Regions from separate parts of the Danio rerio genome. Here region 2 is linked to region 1. Evidence: chromatin contacts called from public Micro-C data. All regions are on one chromosome and are shown on one strand. The core of a region is the stretch at or near the end of the contact, and the rest is flanking DNA. Distances in the headings are between cores, read along the strand shown.

Region 1 (3,590 bases), core at 705-3,204:
ATCAGAATTTTGGAAATTATCGGCCTGACAATATTCAATTAAACGAACAGTTTTTAGTCTTATGCCTTACCCAGAATATAAATATACATATAAACACATTAAGATCATTTACTATAGTAATTACTATTGGATTGTGAAGAGACTTTCAACCAGCACAACAACACACGTTTCTGAAGACAATCACCTACTGCAACTTTAAGTCTGAATATGTTTTGGTGGCCACATTCCAGCCATCAAAAACACGCACCAGTTTCCTTCTGTAAAAATGTAAGCTGCCTTCCTGTTATGACTCTGGCTCTTGATGTGTTTGGCGCTGGGCTTTCAGCTCAGCAGTGGGTCTGTGGCCCTGCGGTGATTATGAACACGACTGTCAGAGCCTTTCGCCTGCCGCATGTGTCATAACAGGCCTCATAACAGTGACACAGCACTGGATCACCACCTCTGACACACTGCAAACGCACTGCAAACTCTCTGTCAGGCTGTCTGTCTGTCTGCGCTCGGCCCGTCTGTCTGAGCACGGCTTTAGTCTGAGCTTTTCATGAAGTGCTGTGACACTTCGGCTGCCTGGTCTCACTGCTAAACATTCGGCGAACAGATTCTGTGTGCTTGGAGAACTGACAGCAAAGTAAGGCTGACTGAAAAATAAAATAAAATAAAATAAAATAAAATAAAATAAAATAAAATAAAATAAAATAAAATAAAATTTATAATTTAAAGAAAGAATCTGGGGTAATAAAATAAACTAAACTAAAATAAAATCAAATAAAATAAAATAAAATAAAATAAAAATAAATAAAATAAAATAAAACTATTAAAAGAAAGATTCTGGGGTAATAAAATTAAATTAAATTAAATAAAATTAAATTAAATTAAATTAAATTAAATTAAATTAAATTAAATTAAACTAAATTAAATTAAATTAAATTAAGTTAAATTAAATAACATTAAATTACATTAAATTACATTAAATTAAATTAAATTAAAATAAAAGAAAGACTCTGGGGTAATAAAATAAAATAAAATAAAATAAAATAAAATAAAATAAAATAAAATAAAAATTAAATTAAATTAAATTAAATTAAATTAAATTAAATTATTAAAAGAAAGAAGGGGTAATAAAATAAAATAATTTTACTCTTCAATGCCCAAATACATGCTAAATGTGTCAACAAACAGCATTCAGTGATTATTCACATAAATGCATGTTAAATAAGAATCTGAAATATTTTATGGCATACTTCAAAATAAAGGTGATTTAGTAAAATGATTTAGTAAAAATGTTTTATTTTTAGTTTTAATTTTTGTTTTTATAAATTGGTCTTACACTTCATATATTCAGATTTTTCAAGGTACATGTAATAAGCCCAAGGTACTTTAACCATAAACTGACATATCCATCATTTGATAGAGGCTGATATTTTAGAAATTAGGGCATGTGTTGCAAAAATGTGTGTTAACGAGTGACATTAGGAGCTAAGAAATGCAAAAACATTGTTTTTTTTTCTTGGTGGAGCAGTTAAAGGGATAAGTATATAAATAAAATTAATAGGTTGTTTTTACAGACAAATAATGAAAGCATCAGTAGCAGAAATCTTTCTGAAGCAAAGTCCTGTTAATCAGAATTTGGGTTTCAAGAAAAGTGTAGACAAAAGATTCCTTTCACAGCAAAACATCAACCTGAGATAAAACACATCGAAGTGGCTTTGGATGAGTTCTGCTCTACTTCTCAAATCAAATTTGGGGTTTGTGTGTGTATATAGATGCATCTTTCATGTTTTTTTGATATCTGTACACAAAACAATAAACCTTTCAGCACGATGAACTTTCAGCACATGTAGTGCGGTTTTATTATCTTCCATAAAGGTCTCATAAAGTGTTCCTTCAAAACTCTTTCACAAGCTTTCAGTGAGGAGTGAAAATGATCTTTGCTCCACCGCAGACTCTATCATGTGTATCTTCTGCCCTCTAGTGCCCCTCGAAAACATGGTCCGCTCGGAGCTTATCAATACTGAACGGTACAGAGACATAAAAAAGAAACACACACCTCCAGCCTGGGATAGCACGGTTGCCAGGTAAACAGGAAGTAGATGCAGCTCACAATAGCGAGATCTCCCGCTGACAGATCACACGCGCAGGATGTGCACGATCACGCCTGACAAAATCAAAGTGGAGAGCGCAAGACAAAGGGGGAAAGATGAAAATAAAAGGAGCGCTTTTCAAATCTTTAATTATCTGAATGTGTGGCGTGTTGAGAAGGGGAGGGCAGAGGCTGGAGGATGCGGTGGGGAATTCACACAGTGAGCATGACAGCACTGTAATAACCTCAATTATTCAGAATTAGGCCAGTATTGATTTACTGCTGGATCGGCTTACTTTCAGACAGGGTGGGTGGGTGTCTCGGTGTGTCCCAGGGAGTGAGATCTCCGCGGGCAGGACGGTGGCGCAGGCTTGGTGTGGAGGGTGAAGACGTGTAATTAAACATTCTCCTTATCAAGCCTGTGATGGATGAAGCAGTGTGGGATTGCAGGCCTGAACCTGTCTCTTTCTTGCCAAGTCTCTCTCTCTCTCTCTCTATCACACACTACCTCACTCAATGACCTTCACAGTGGTGTTCTGGAGAGAAATCAGTGGCATACCTACTGGAAAAACCAGGTCAGAACAGCCCATGCTGGGTGTGGCTGGTGTGTTGGCGGCACGGGGTGGTGTGTCTTGCTGGCATGACCAAGATGGCTCATCAGGTCATACTAATTTAATGATTTTGCCAAGAGAACAGGTAAAGGGGCAAAGTTAGAATGTAGGTTAGAGGACATTGTTTTTATCATTAACTTATAGTATGTGGCTCTCTGAAATACTTGATTGGTCATATATGTTCTGTTAGGTATAATGTCAACAAATGCTTATTGTGGATATGTACCCCTGTCTACATTTCTGGAGAATGCGAATTATGTAGCCAGAGGTACGTATGGCTCAATTTTGTATTTAAAATTAATGCTATAGGTCGGTATGACGTCGCCAATATATTCTATTCCTGTTGGCGCTACTAGCTGACCACTTAACTCCACTTAACACTGGCTTTTCCAGTGTTACCAGTTTCTCCAGTAGCTCGCCGAGTACATTGATGGACTTAAGACAGACACAGAGCTGAGTTGGCCGCAACCGTGGGGTTTGACTCTGGTGAAGAACAGTCCCAGAAACTAGTTTAAACTAAATTAAAAAATAAATACATTAATAAAGAAAGAAAGAAAGAAAGAAAGAAAGAAAGAAAGAAAGAAAGAGAAAGAAAGAAAGAAAGAAAGAAAGAAAGAAAGAAAGAAAGAAAAAGAAAAGGCTGAAACCTTTATGAAAACACGTGGCTGCGATGGCTTTATTTTTTCTAGATTGCTATTAAAGGCACTGTCGGATGGGTTTAGAGACGGGGGTGGGAAACTTGAGATCATCAAAAGCATACACAGCGGCCTCTGGTGGATTTGCAAAATCAAAAACAGCAAGAAGACGTATCTCCAGTTCAGTATTTCGCTGTCCCCAGAAACGTAGACCTAAGCATGTATCTGTAATGAGCCTGTGTTGGATAAAGTACATCCAGGAGGTTA
Region 2 (3,590 bases), core at 780-3,279, 66 kb after region 1:
TTTTAAGTGTATTTATTCAGCTTTGTTAAAGTCATCTTTGAGTTTTTGAGTGTTTGAAGCATGCTTGAGACTGAATGATGCGCAGGTTAGTGTATACTGCATTCAGCTGTTTTCATTTCAGTCAGCTTTGCATTTAATTAAAGAATTAATAACCTATTATGGATTAGAACAATGTTTTGTGTCTAATTTATTTGTGGTTTGTGGCAAGTAGTTATATATTAAGTAGGATAAAGTACATTTAGGCGGCAGTTTTTACAGAATAAAACACTTTAGTCTTCTACAACAGCTGCCGATAAACCTGTCAGGCTTTATTCTGAGATAACAATATCCTAGATGTACTTTATCTCTTACATATTATAGATCATTGCATGATCAACATGTGTGTCTGGTTGATTAATAACATTGACATGTTTATGTCCAGAATCCCACGTTTAAAATGAGCCGATCAACACAATACTTGATTTTTATTGTTTTTATTTTTTAGACTCTTTAATTGTTTTACTGTACGTTTAATCCATTTACAGTATTTAAAGTGTAGTAATTCAGCTTTGATTCTGTCAGCTTTGAGTTTTTGACTGTTTAGCGCCACCTTGTGACTGAATAATGCTCAAGTTAGTGTATACTCCATCAGTTGTTTTCATTTCTGTCAGCATTTGTGTTTAATTAAAGAATTAATAACCTATTGTGGATCAGAACCATGCTTTGAGTCAAATTTTTACATTTTGTGGCAAGTAGCCTTGTAATAAGTGGGATAAAGTACATCCAGGCGGTGGTTTATGCAGAATAAAAGTTTTCACTTTTATACAGATGTGTTCTGCTTTGCATCAGGCTGCAGATAAACCTGTCGGGCTTTATTCTGAGATAACAACCTCCTGAATGTACTTGATCTCTTATATATTATAGATAATTACATGATCAATATGGGTGTCTGGTTGATTAATACCATTTACATGTTTATGTCCAGAATCCCATATTTAAAATGATCTAAACGACACAAAACTTTACTTTTTTGGACTCTTTATTTGTTTTACTGTATGTTCAATCCATTTACAGTATTTAAAAGAGTATTTATTCAGCTTTGTTTCAGTCAGCTTTGAGTTTTTGATTGTTTGGCGCCACCTTGTGACTGAATAATGTTCAGGTTAGTGTAAACTCCCTTCAGTGGGTTTCATGTCTGTGAGCTTAGCATTTAAATAAAAACATTCATAACCTATTATAGCTTAGAACAATGTTTTGTGTGTAATTTTTACATTTATTTAGCAAGTAGCCATATAATAAGAGGGATAAAGTACATTCAGGCGGTGGTTTTCACAGAATAAAACACTTTAGTCTTATACAACAGCTGCTGATAAACCTGTCAGGCTTTATTCTGAGATAACAACATCCTGCATTTACTTCTTAATATCTTACATATTATAAACCATTGCTTGATCAACATGAGTGTTCGGTTGCTGAATAACATTTACATGTGGATGCAATCTTTCTGTCACTTACACTTTCCACCTGACATTAACACACTGTCAACACACCTGAAAATGCCAACAAATGCACCATAAAGACTTTGATATTCAAATCAAGGGCAAAGAAACAGTGAATAAACACACACACACACACACACACACACGCACACACACACACGCGCACACACACACACACATACACACACAGGCTCAGCTGTGACTCAGAACACTGAAGCGACCGCACAGCAGTCTTCAGTCCCTCCTGAAACACAAACAGACCAAACTAATTAAAGTTCAGGTGACTAGTGCAAAACACCGTGCAGCTTTTGGCTTCTGTGTGATCCAAACAATCTGGAGCGCGTCGTGACAAGCCGGGGGAAAAAAGCACTTGGAGAAAATACTCCAGGGTTCAAAAAGTAACAACAGCAGCGCTCGGCAGTCAGACAACAGCACAGGCATGAGAACGCAGGTTTATATTCAATGAAGAACTGAGGGAAACTCGGTAAAGTGTTTTCTCCACTGCGGGAACATCTGTGTGCTGGTAAAAATGCATACACACTTTCAGCATGTCGGTGGTTAGCACGTATGCTAACTTTTTAGGCCTAAAGTTTAGCCATAACAGTTCAAGTCACACACACACACACACACACACACACACACACACACACACACACACACACACACACACACACACACACACACACACACACACAAACACACACACACACACACACACAGATATATATTTAGTAAGTGTTAGTTATTTTAGTGTGTTTGTCTGTCTACTGTCTATCATTTGGTATATTGTTCTATCTATCGTTCTACCGTCCTGTCTATCTGTTGATCTATCCATCTATCCATCCGTCAATATCATATCTATCTATCTTTCTTTCTATCTGTCTGTCTATCATTCCATCCATCCATCCATCCATCCATCCATCCATCCATCCATCCATCTATCTATCTATCTATCTATCTATCTATCTATCTATCTATCTATCTATCTATCTATCTATCTATCTATCTATCTATCTATCTATCTATCTATCTATCTATCTGTTGTTTATTTCAGTACTACTATCAGTTTACTAAATTAAAAAGTTAATGATTTGTCAAATATATAACAATTGTATATTTCAACTGTAAATTTTCATAACTATAATAACACTGGTTATACACATTTAACATGAAATATAATATAAATTAAAGGCATTCTAATAAATATAAACACATAAAAGAGTATATATAAAATTATATATAGTATATTATAAAATTTAAATTTTATATTATAGTATATATATTTTTTTTGCTTATATGAATAATTAAAAAATATATATAATTAATTAATATTTTTATATTTAAATTACCATTAATTTAGCACATAAAAAAAGTTTGACATCTACAAAAATCTGGCATCTAGCTGAACTTATTGAGTCTTATGGTTTTAGTTTTACTTAATATAAATAATACACTATATTTCACAGAAAGCTGACTACAATTTAATTTAAAAATTGTTATAAATTAACCCCGTAACACTTATAACCCTTATTTTACAACTGGGTACAATTAAAAAGCATGAAAAAAATGTAGTAAATCCAACAAATATTTTTTCAGTGTATATCATATATTACTTTCAAGAGTGAATAAAATACTAGCTTTATTAATATTTAAATATAGTTCTGAGTTAGTAATATGTTTTTTAAATTACATATACATAAACTTAATTCATTTTTAAGTAAGATCAATTTTAAACGAATTTTATATTAAGGAATGACCCATCCGGAGTTCAGGAGAGGGTTTGTCTAATCCGGCCAGCTGGCAGCTTCTCCAGCAGATGCATGCAGACATATGAGTCCGATGCTCCATCAGCAGGCTTTTGGGCAGGTTTTGTTGATCTCTCAGTCAGACCAGAGCTGGGGTCACACTGAGGGGACACAGCAGAGGTCATTCACCAGAAAACTCAACAGGAGGAGATCTGGATGAAGAAGCTGCAGATCCAGATCCACAGCAGGACAGAGTCAAAGTCACAGCAACATCCAGAGTCACAGAGCAAAGACACTGACAACCAACACCTCCTAGACAGTACTGAACTAATACTGTTGATTCCATAATATACTGACTAATTTATTG

What was found. Hi-C and Micro-C count contacts between places; a contact is called where the count stands out from the background.
Region 2: a contact with region 1 is called in a Micro-C map of caudal fin, with 2.6 times the contacts expected there. The contact joins two enhancer-like sites. A contact is called at or near these places in 2 of 18 Hi-C or Micro-C datasets (caudal fin and embryo).

The regions. Positions count from the first base shown.
Region 1 is chr24:2,192,772-2,196,361 of GRCz12tu, forward strand. All of the region lies in intron 2 of pard3aa (par-3 family cell polarity regulator alpha, a), which reads right to left. Among named protein-coding and RNA genes, the nearest start is that of pard3aa, 170 kb to the right of the region's middle. Within about 2 kb of position 1,955, at least 7 of the 62 cell types and tissues checked have an H3K27ac peak or open chromatin away from gene starts, as enhancers often do. A contact at or near this core is called in caudal fin, where this site is marked.
Region 2 is chr24:2,258,767-2,262,356 of GRCz12tu, forward strand. The region is part of intron 2 of pard3aa (par-3 family cell polarity regulator alpha, a); the gene reads right to left. Among named protein-coding and RNA genes, the nearest start is that of pard3aa, 100 kb to the right of the region's middle. Within about 2 kb of position 2,030, at least 1 of the 62 cell types and tissues checked has an H3K27ac peak or open chromatin away from gene starts, as enhancers often do. A contact at or near this core is called in caudal fin, where this site is marked.